Linked DNA regions of Danio rerio: region 2 is linked to region 1. The links are chromatin contacts, called in public Hi-C maps. All regions are on one chromosome and are shown on one strand. Each heading gives the region's core, a stretch centred on a gene start, on an enhancer-like site or on the middle of the called end of the contact. The rest is flanking DNA. Distances are from core to core; before and after follow the strand shown.

Evidence for each region. A called contact is a pair of places that touch in the nucleus more often than the background predicts.
Region 2: a contact with region 1 is called in a Hi-C map of an unstated tissue, with 2.2 times the contacts expected there. The contact joins the promoter of atf7ip2 here to the promoter of dexi in region 1. A contact is called at or near these places in 3 of 18 Hi-C or Micro-C datasets (caudal fin, embryo and an unstated tissue) and 2 of 4 datasets of contacts at active chromatin or transcription factors (caudal fin and embryo).

Annotation. Positions count from the first base shown.
Region 1 is chr3:25,643,585-25,647,095 of GRCz12tu, reverse strand. It overlaps dexi (Dexi homolog (mouse)), which reads right to left and starts at 1,860. Exons shown (of 2, transcript NM_001003764.3): 1 at 1,051-1,860; 2 at 533-974. The coding sequence starts at 1,470. The coding sequence ends at 1,201. It overlaps clec16a (C-type lectin domain containing 16A), which reads left to right and starts at 2,011. Exons shown (of 24, transcript XM_073944525.1): 1 at 2,011-2,183; 2 at 2,613-2,741; 3 at 2,833-2,966; 4 at 3,062-3,210.
Region 2 is chr3:25,805,733-25,809,467 of GRCz12tu, reverse strand. atf7ip2 (activating transcription factor 7 interacting protein 2) reads left to right here and starts at 2,459. Exons shown (of 12, transcript XR_012401000.1): 1 at 2,459-2,618; 2 at 3,525-3,616.

The DNA.
Region 1 (3,511 bases), core at 611-3,110:
CAAACTATGATTTTTTCTTCACCAAACTTGACTGATTTCTATGAGAATCTTGGGTCCATGTGAGTTCCAATAGGTCATTTGCAGTATCTGTAATGATTGGGATGCAGTTCAACAGATGATTCATCAGAAACATCTACCTTCTGCCACTTTTCCAAATGATCAACTAGAAGTCATTATTTGTTGCTTTTACAACTGAGAACAATGAAAAGACTTTTGTCAAGTAGTGTATTTATTTGTTTGCTTTTATTCCAAATTAATTGAGTATAACTCCTATTCAACCTAATGGGTTTCTGTTAGAAATCCTTAAGTTTCATGCCTATTATAAATACTTTGTCCACTCACACTTTCTTCTGTAAATAGTTTTTGTGTAAATGAAAGATCATGTGAATGGATATATTTCTGTTATTATGATCAGACAGACAGGTAGGTAACAGTGTAGGTTTTCATTTAGAAAAGCAAAGCTAGCACAGTGACTTTCTATAATTAGGCACTAGAGATTTGAAAGTCAAATATGACACCATGGAAAGTCAAAGTAATCATTTATTAAATATATACTGAACTGGTAAATGAACCTTAGCCAAATAATTCATTTCGTCACAAATATGTGGTTCCAAAAGGAGTCTCATAGAAAATAAAACACTGATTCAGGCGGATTGTGTGTGTGTCATGACGTATTGCTCATTTAAATGGTATTAAAGGGAAAGAAAACATGCCAAGGCAGACCACATTTAAGGGCGCCTGTCTACGGGGTCACATCGACACAGAATCCTGCCCGAGTGCTGAAGGCCAAGCTAAAAATAAATAGGCTAATGTAATATTAATACCCACAGTAGTGGTTAGTGCCTGAATTTGAGCTCTGAAGAAACACTGACTGGCTGCTCCATGGAAAAGCACACGGTCCGCTCAGCTTATCTGTTCCAGGTAAAATATTCCATGTAGCATGATGGCAGGTCAGTTCTCCGAGTCTGGACAGCCTGTAAGGACAAGACACTTAATGTAGATTTGTTCCCGACTTTGTATGAATCACATATATATTTTAACATGACTTACTTATTCATGACATTCATTTTTATACTAACTGACCACTGCAGCATCTTTTAATGCCAAATGTAGTTCCCTTTGACAATGGTTCTCCTTTAACCAAATGACACCTTGCCCAAAGCAGCTTCGGCTGGGATTGCCAGTCATAGTAGCGTTAGTCTATTCCAGATATCCCTCAAAAACATCCAGTTCAGTGTCTGTGTCATAGGGAATAGATGCTGGGTCAGAGAGAACGCCCAAATCCACGAGAGCCTGGTCCATATCCTCTGGCAAGAACACTATCCCTACATTAAGAACTATGTACTCCATTAAAAAGGCATAGTAGAGGATTAAGACATTGACAAAAAACAGGCCGAGATAATACATATATGGAAGCTCGTCGATTAGCGATTCCACTGAATCTAACTGAAAGTAAACTGAGTTTGTCATAGACTCCACCACATAGACTTCAGTTTCAAAGAGCAGAACAGACACATTAAAGGCATTTAATCGCACTTTATATGAAACAAGGTAGTGATGAAGTGTGTATCCATTCGTCTTCGTCAAGTAGCGGTGCAACTCCCTTTTCAGCAGAATTCCTCCTGCAATCCGTTCAACAATCACGTATGTTTCCACTATACAGCGCATAAGTTAGTGAAGGAAAGCATGCTTGAATGTTCCAAGGCCACGTGCTGCTCTTTGACATTAGGACACATATATCCCGAGTCCTTGTTAAAATGCTGAACATTCAGAAATATAAATCACCCGAATGCTCGGCGAAGCTTTATAACGCGTGAAAAACAAAAACAATCGGCGCTTTCTCATGACTTCACCAAAACCGTTGCCTGCGCAATGAACTCTGGGAAATAGAGTGCGTGGCGATGTGGTGGTGAGATGTTAATGCGTTCTAGTCAGAACTGAGATAAACTACAAATCCCAAGATAACGTGAGCTGGGCTGTCTTGAGCGATAGGTCGCCAGGTATGTTTTCATGTGAGGATTCCGGGGCCTTCACTGCGGCGGATATGGATTCCTACGCTTAGCAAATTGGGCTGAAAACATAGAGTTTGCGAGATAAAAGCAACCGAAAATGTTTGGGCGGTCAAGAAGCTGGGTCGGAGGACAGGGGAAGTCTAAAAACATTCATTCTTTGGACCATTTGAAGTAAGTTGTTTTGGGTAATTTGTAGCTAGTTCGCTAGCTCGTAGAGTTAAAGCTGTATTATTGAGCCAGTGTTAGTCATTGCTGTGGAAAGTCATTGGTACGTTTAGAAAATTGAAACGTATTATTTCTACTGACATAATTAATTTTAATGGTTAAATCAAGCCCGCGTTTGTGTGTGTAAAACAGCGGACTTGTCAAAATCAAGTGAGCTATTTAACGTTAGTAAGATTTTTGTGACATAATAATAGTGGCCACTGTACAGTAACGTTAAGTTAGTTTATGTAATTCTATATTATGTTAGATTACTGTAGTTTTAAACATATTATTTAATGTTGCTTTCTAATATGAAAATTTTTAAAGATATGTTAATATGTAAGGTGTAGTGATAATATGACATTTCATTTGACATGCAAACCATATTTTATTTAGGTATATGTACCATGTCCTAACAAAGAACACAACAGTGACTGATCACAACAGAAATCTTCTCGTGGAAACTATTCGCTCCATTACTGAGATTCTCATCTGGGGTGATCAGAATGACAGCTCAGTGTTTGAGTGAGTTTTGCCTTTCTGTTGTTATTTTTTTTAAATTCCAAAAAACTAAATCATGTTATAAGTGACTGAATGCATCATGCTTTCTTCATAGCTTCTTTTTGGAGAAGAATATGTTTGCATTTTTCCTCAATATATTACGACAGAAATCTGGACGCTATGTTTGTGTCCAGCTTCTGCAAACGCTCAACATTCTTTTCGAGAACATCAGTCATGAGACCTCTCTGTGTAAGTAATTGCAGAAAGGGGGAGGGGACGATTAATGCATTATGATTTTATGTTAATGTTCTGAATGTTCAATATTGCATTATTTTCCTTTTCAGATTACTTGCTGTCTAATAATCATGTTAATTCCATTATTGTGCATAAATTTGACTTCTCCGATGAAGAAATTATGGCGTACTATATCTCATTTTTGAAGACTTTGTCTTTGAAGCTGAACAACCACACCGTTCACTTTTTTTACAATGAGGTAAGATGCATTTGCTGGGGCAGCTCTCATTTTTTAAATGACAGATCATGTACTGAAAGCAGAAGGGGGCTTTTATTTGTGGGTTCGATTGTGATCGAGCAGAGCTCTTCCAGGAAGAGCTAACAGCTCACTGTGACTCTGTAAAACCATGTTTCCTGTGTCTTCATGCAACTTGAGCAATTATTTTGTTTCATTTCGGACAGAAAAGGGCCAGTTGTAAGTTAACTAGTTTTTTTTATGCTGATTGGAAGGTGACATATGTTTCAGGGCTCCTTTGTATAGGGGGAAGTTATTGGTGTAC
Region 2 (3,735 bases), core at 1,210-3,709, 160 kb before region 1:
TCTTGGGTGGTCCTTGGCAGTCAAAGCTGTGATTAATCGAGACTATTGTTCATTACTAATAATAGGTTATAATTCTTGATTGTTTTATCCCCTAACAAGCTCCCCTCAGGAAATGCAATCAAACAGCACTATATAGATGATGTTTCCTCCCTATTTTGAAAACTCTCCATGAGTCATTTTAGCAAACATGACTTGCACTACAGTATATTCAAACTGCATTCAAAACACAGGCATGAGTCACAGGAAAGCATATTCTGCAGTGTCTCCAGCTTTTGTAGGAAGAACTCAAACTCATGGAAAATTGTTAGAGTCTAAGCACTTTCCCAGCCCCCAACTCTCATTACCTACTTGGACAGAAGCAAATGGCCATTTCCTCATTTTCTGCAATTGAAATGAACATGATACTCATTAGCGGACTGCTCCAAAGGTGCAGAGCATGACTGACGCCATTACATCTCGAAAGAAAACATGTTCATCTTGTCTTCAACTCTCTGAATATGCTGTTTTTTTAAAGCACATCTGCAATTTATTCTGCATGTCAAAGCACATTAAAGAGCCCAAACAAGAGCCTATTTTTCTTTCTATTTTGGTATGTTCTGCAGCCAACACATTGGTCTTTTCTCTTTTCTTTTTTCTTTTTTGGACACTGTCACCACTCTTACTTAAATTTAGTTTTAAAAAAGACTTTAAAGGAAATAAAAAATAAGAAAGAAAATAAAAATCAAGTTATTGCTGAGGCTCAAACCGCAGCTCTCGGTTTTCCCTGGGGGTTTTTGTATTTCAGCCTAATACTATATCTACTGTGGCACTGGGTATAAAGTCACGCGTGAATGCAGGGAAGCGGTATCATGTCTGTTTGAGAAGTAATGCAAAGTGAATGCCCCTGCAAAACAAAGACAATGTGAACAGTTAAATCAAGACTGTGCAACCAAAGATTAGGTAACAAAGCTCAGATGAAGCCTGCTGGAGAAATACACAGGACGCTCTCTAAACTTGCATAAACATATACACAACCCTCAAATCTCAAAAGACAGCAATGCCTTTATCAAAGAAATATCTATGATAGTCTAAATGCCAGAGTGCAACCAAATATTCAATACTGAGGGAAATCAAACGTAAAACATGTTTTGTTGTTGAAAAACCTGTTCAAATCCACAAAGACCCTTCTTTCCATTCCACAAAAAGATTCTTGATTTAAATACCATGCTAATCTTTTTTTTAATTATTCTAATTATCTTGTTTTTGAGACCAAATAATTTGTCCTTTTAAGAACAGATGACTGAAAGGTTATTTGAAAAACTATAAATGGTTCTTTTAGGCATCGCTGCTAAGCAGCAGCCCACCTCAGCATTAGTATAGCCCTGCTTGTACCATTAGCATAAAATACCCTTCTGTAGGGTGTCCAACAACACACAACCATTAAAAAGAAATATTATACTTTGCTGCACAGTGGTATAGCAGCATAATAATTTGCAGCATCCCTCTGAAAGCATGTGTGGGAAATGCTAATGCCGGTTGGACCCTAGGGTGCTCCTGGGCCATAACATTTTATATCTCAATCACAGATGCGGTAAACTGGGTATTTTTAGAAAGGGAAACACTTCATTATATACCTGAGCTGTACAATGGATGCTTAATTTATGTAATTTCTCCAATGGATGCAGCCTTTATGATGCAAGCTGAGACTGCATATCTCGGTGATGCAATGTCAGACAATGCCCTTAATAGTGCAAGTGATGTCACTGTGAGGGGTAGGGTTAGAGGTGGGGTTAGGTGAACTCATTAAAAAGCACTGGATGCAGCTCAGATTGCACTGCACAGGTCCGCATCCAACATCTCCAACCGCAGGGTGGCGCTTTATCCTCGAGGGGCTAATGTGTTCATTTTTCACTACACTAAACTCAATAGTGTGAGGGGTGAAATACCTAATAAATAAACAAACAGGGAAGCAAAACTGATAAAAACAAGGATTGCGGGAGCACTGAGCCGATCAGCTCCCAGTCTGACCATATATTGGTGGTGATTGAGGGTCAGCGATCATTTGAGTTTGTTTCAAAGAATCGGTTCAGATGACCGACTAAGTAAATTTCAGCCAGGATACATTTCTGGGTGTTCACATTGATATACTGTGTTAAAGCGTATTTAACCTTTGTAAATAGTTGCCTATTCCATCTGACATTAAAAGGATGTCCTGTATCCATTACTTGACAGTAAATTCTAATGAAAACATAATTTAGAAATACATTTATTTTTTTATTTGAAAATGTAACGTTCACTGCACCAGATAATTGATCAATTACACTCAAACACTCCCTTCTACTGGATCAATAGACTAGTACAGTAAATCACGAACTAAACATGTCAAATAGGCTGTTCAATCTGAGAACTGTTGACTCGTCAAGCCGCTCGAACCATTCCTGCAAGAACCGATTCCAACAATTCATTGAAAAGATTCGACTCAGATGAACGACTCATCATTTATGAAGCAGTTGCCGCTTACCCCAGGACCTCTCGTGGAAGGACTTATTTTATTAAGGAAGCCCAATATCGGATGAAATCCCCGCTGTGTCAACACACACTAAGCTATTTACCTACTGTTTAAGTTAGAGATTTGCAAGGTGGGTTATTTTTGAGATTGTTTTGGCAGGACAATGCACGCGGTATTCGCGGGCTTCTTTTGGAGTTTGTCACGCTCGTTTTATGGCGAGCGCTAAAACCATGCTTTCCCAAAACGCGCTGCTAATGCACGTGTTGGCAAATAGAAAGTTTTGTTTATTACAGTCAGCTTATTTACTGAGCATTTGAATTTTGCCACGGTCGGACTTTGCGTCTTTTTCTCTGAACCAGAATAGCAAAGTAAATCTTAGCATCAGCGTTAGCTGCGGTTGTCAGTAGTAACCGTACGCTAGCGTGTTGTTGTCATCGCTAAATTTAGTAACTGTTAACGTTTTGCGTCTCGGAGCAAAAGATTTAGCATTCATGTAGCAACAAATGTAGGTAGAGCTTTTGACTAGATGTACTTCTGCCATATCCCGTTAATCACTTCCGGGTTATAGTCGGAGCTCTTTATTCATGTTCAACCATGGGAAGCCGGTGAGCTGTAAGAACAGTGTTTAAAAGTTATTAGTAAAGATAAGTAAAATGTCTGTTATTCTATATGTGAATTCCATTCATATGAAACAAATCGCTGATGGTTGCATTTACAATTTTACGAGGTATATCTAATTTGTTAACGTTATCTATTAATATGTAACTCCTGATCAAAGAAATAAAGCGAGATTTGCATCTCAGACTTTCCCCTTAATAATATAATTTCATAAAATTATTATTTGCAAACTCTAAATAGCGAAATCATATTAACAGCCAATGATTTTTAAAGTACAACGTTGTTCACAGTCAAATAAACAGTGGTAATGTTGATTTTAAGTCATACTTGCATGCTAATTCCAATCTAATATTCAAAGTTATCTTGGTAAACAAATGTGTGAATATAAAACCAACTTTACCTCTATCTCACCCCTCAGGTATGAAAAGGAGCAGATATGAAGATGATTCTGGAACGTTACAGTTGGCTCCAGGCAGTGGCCAGAAAGCGAGCAAGCTCCCCCGATCCGAGGCAAGTGGTATAATGAAGATGATAAACGACTTATCAAATGAGTTTACATCTTTGTTTTGATATGAGAAAACAGAGTATTTTGTTTGTTAGACTTGTTTTTTTGTTTGTTTGTTTGTTTG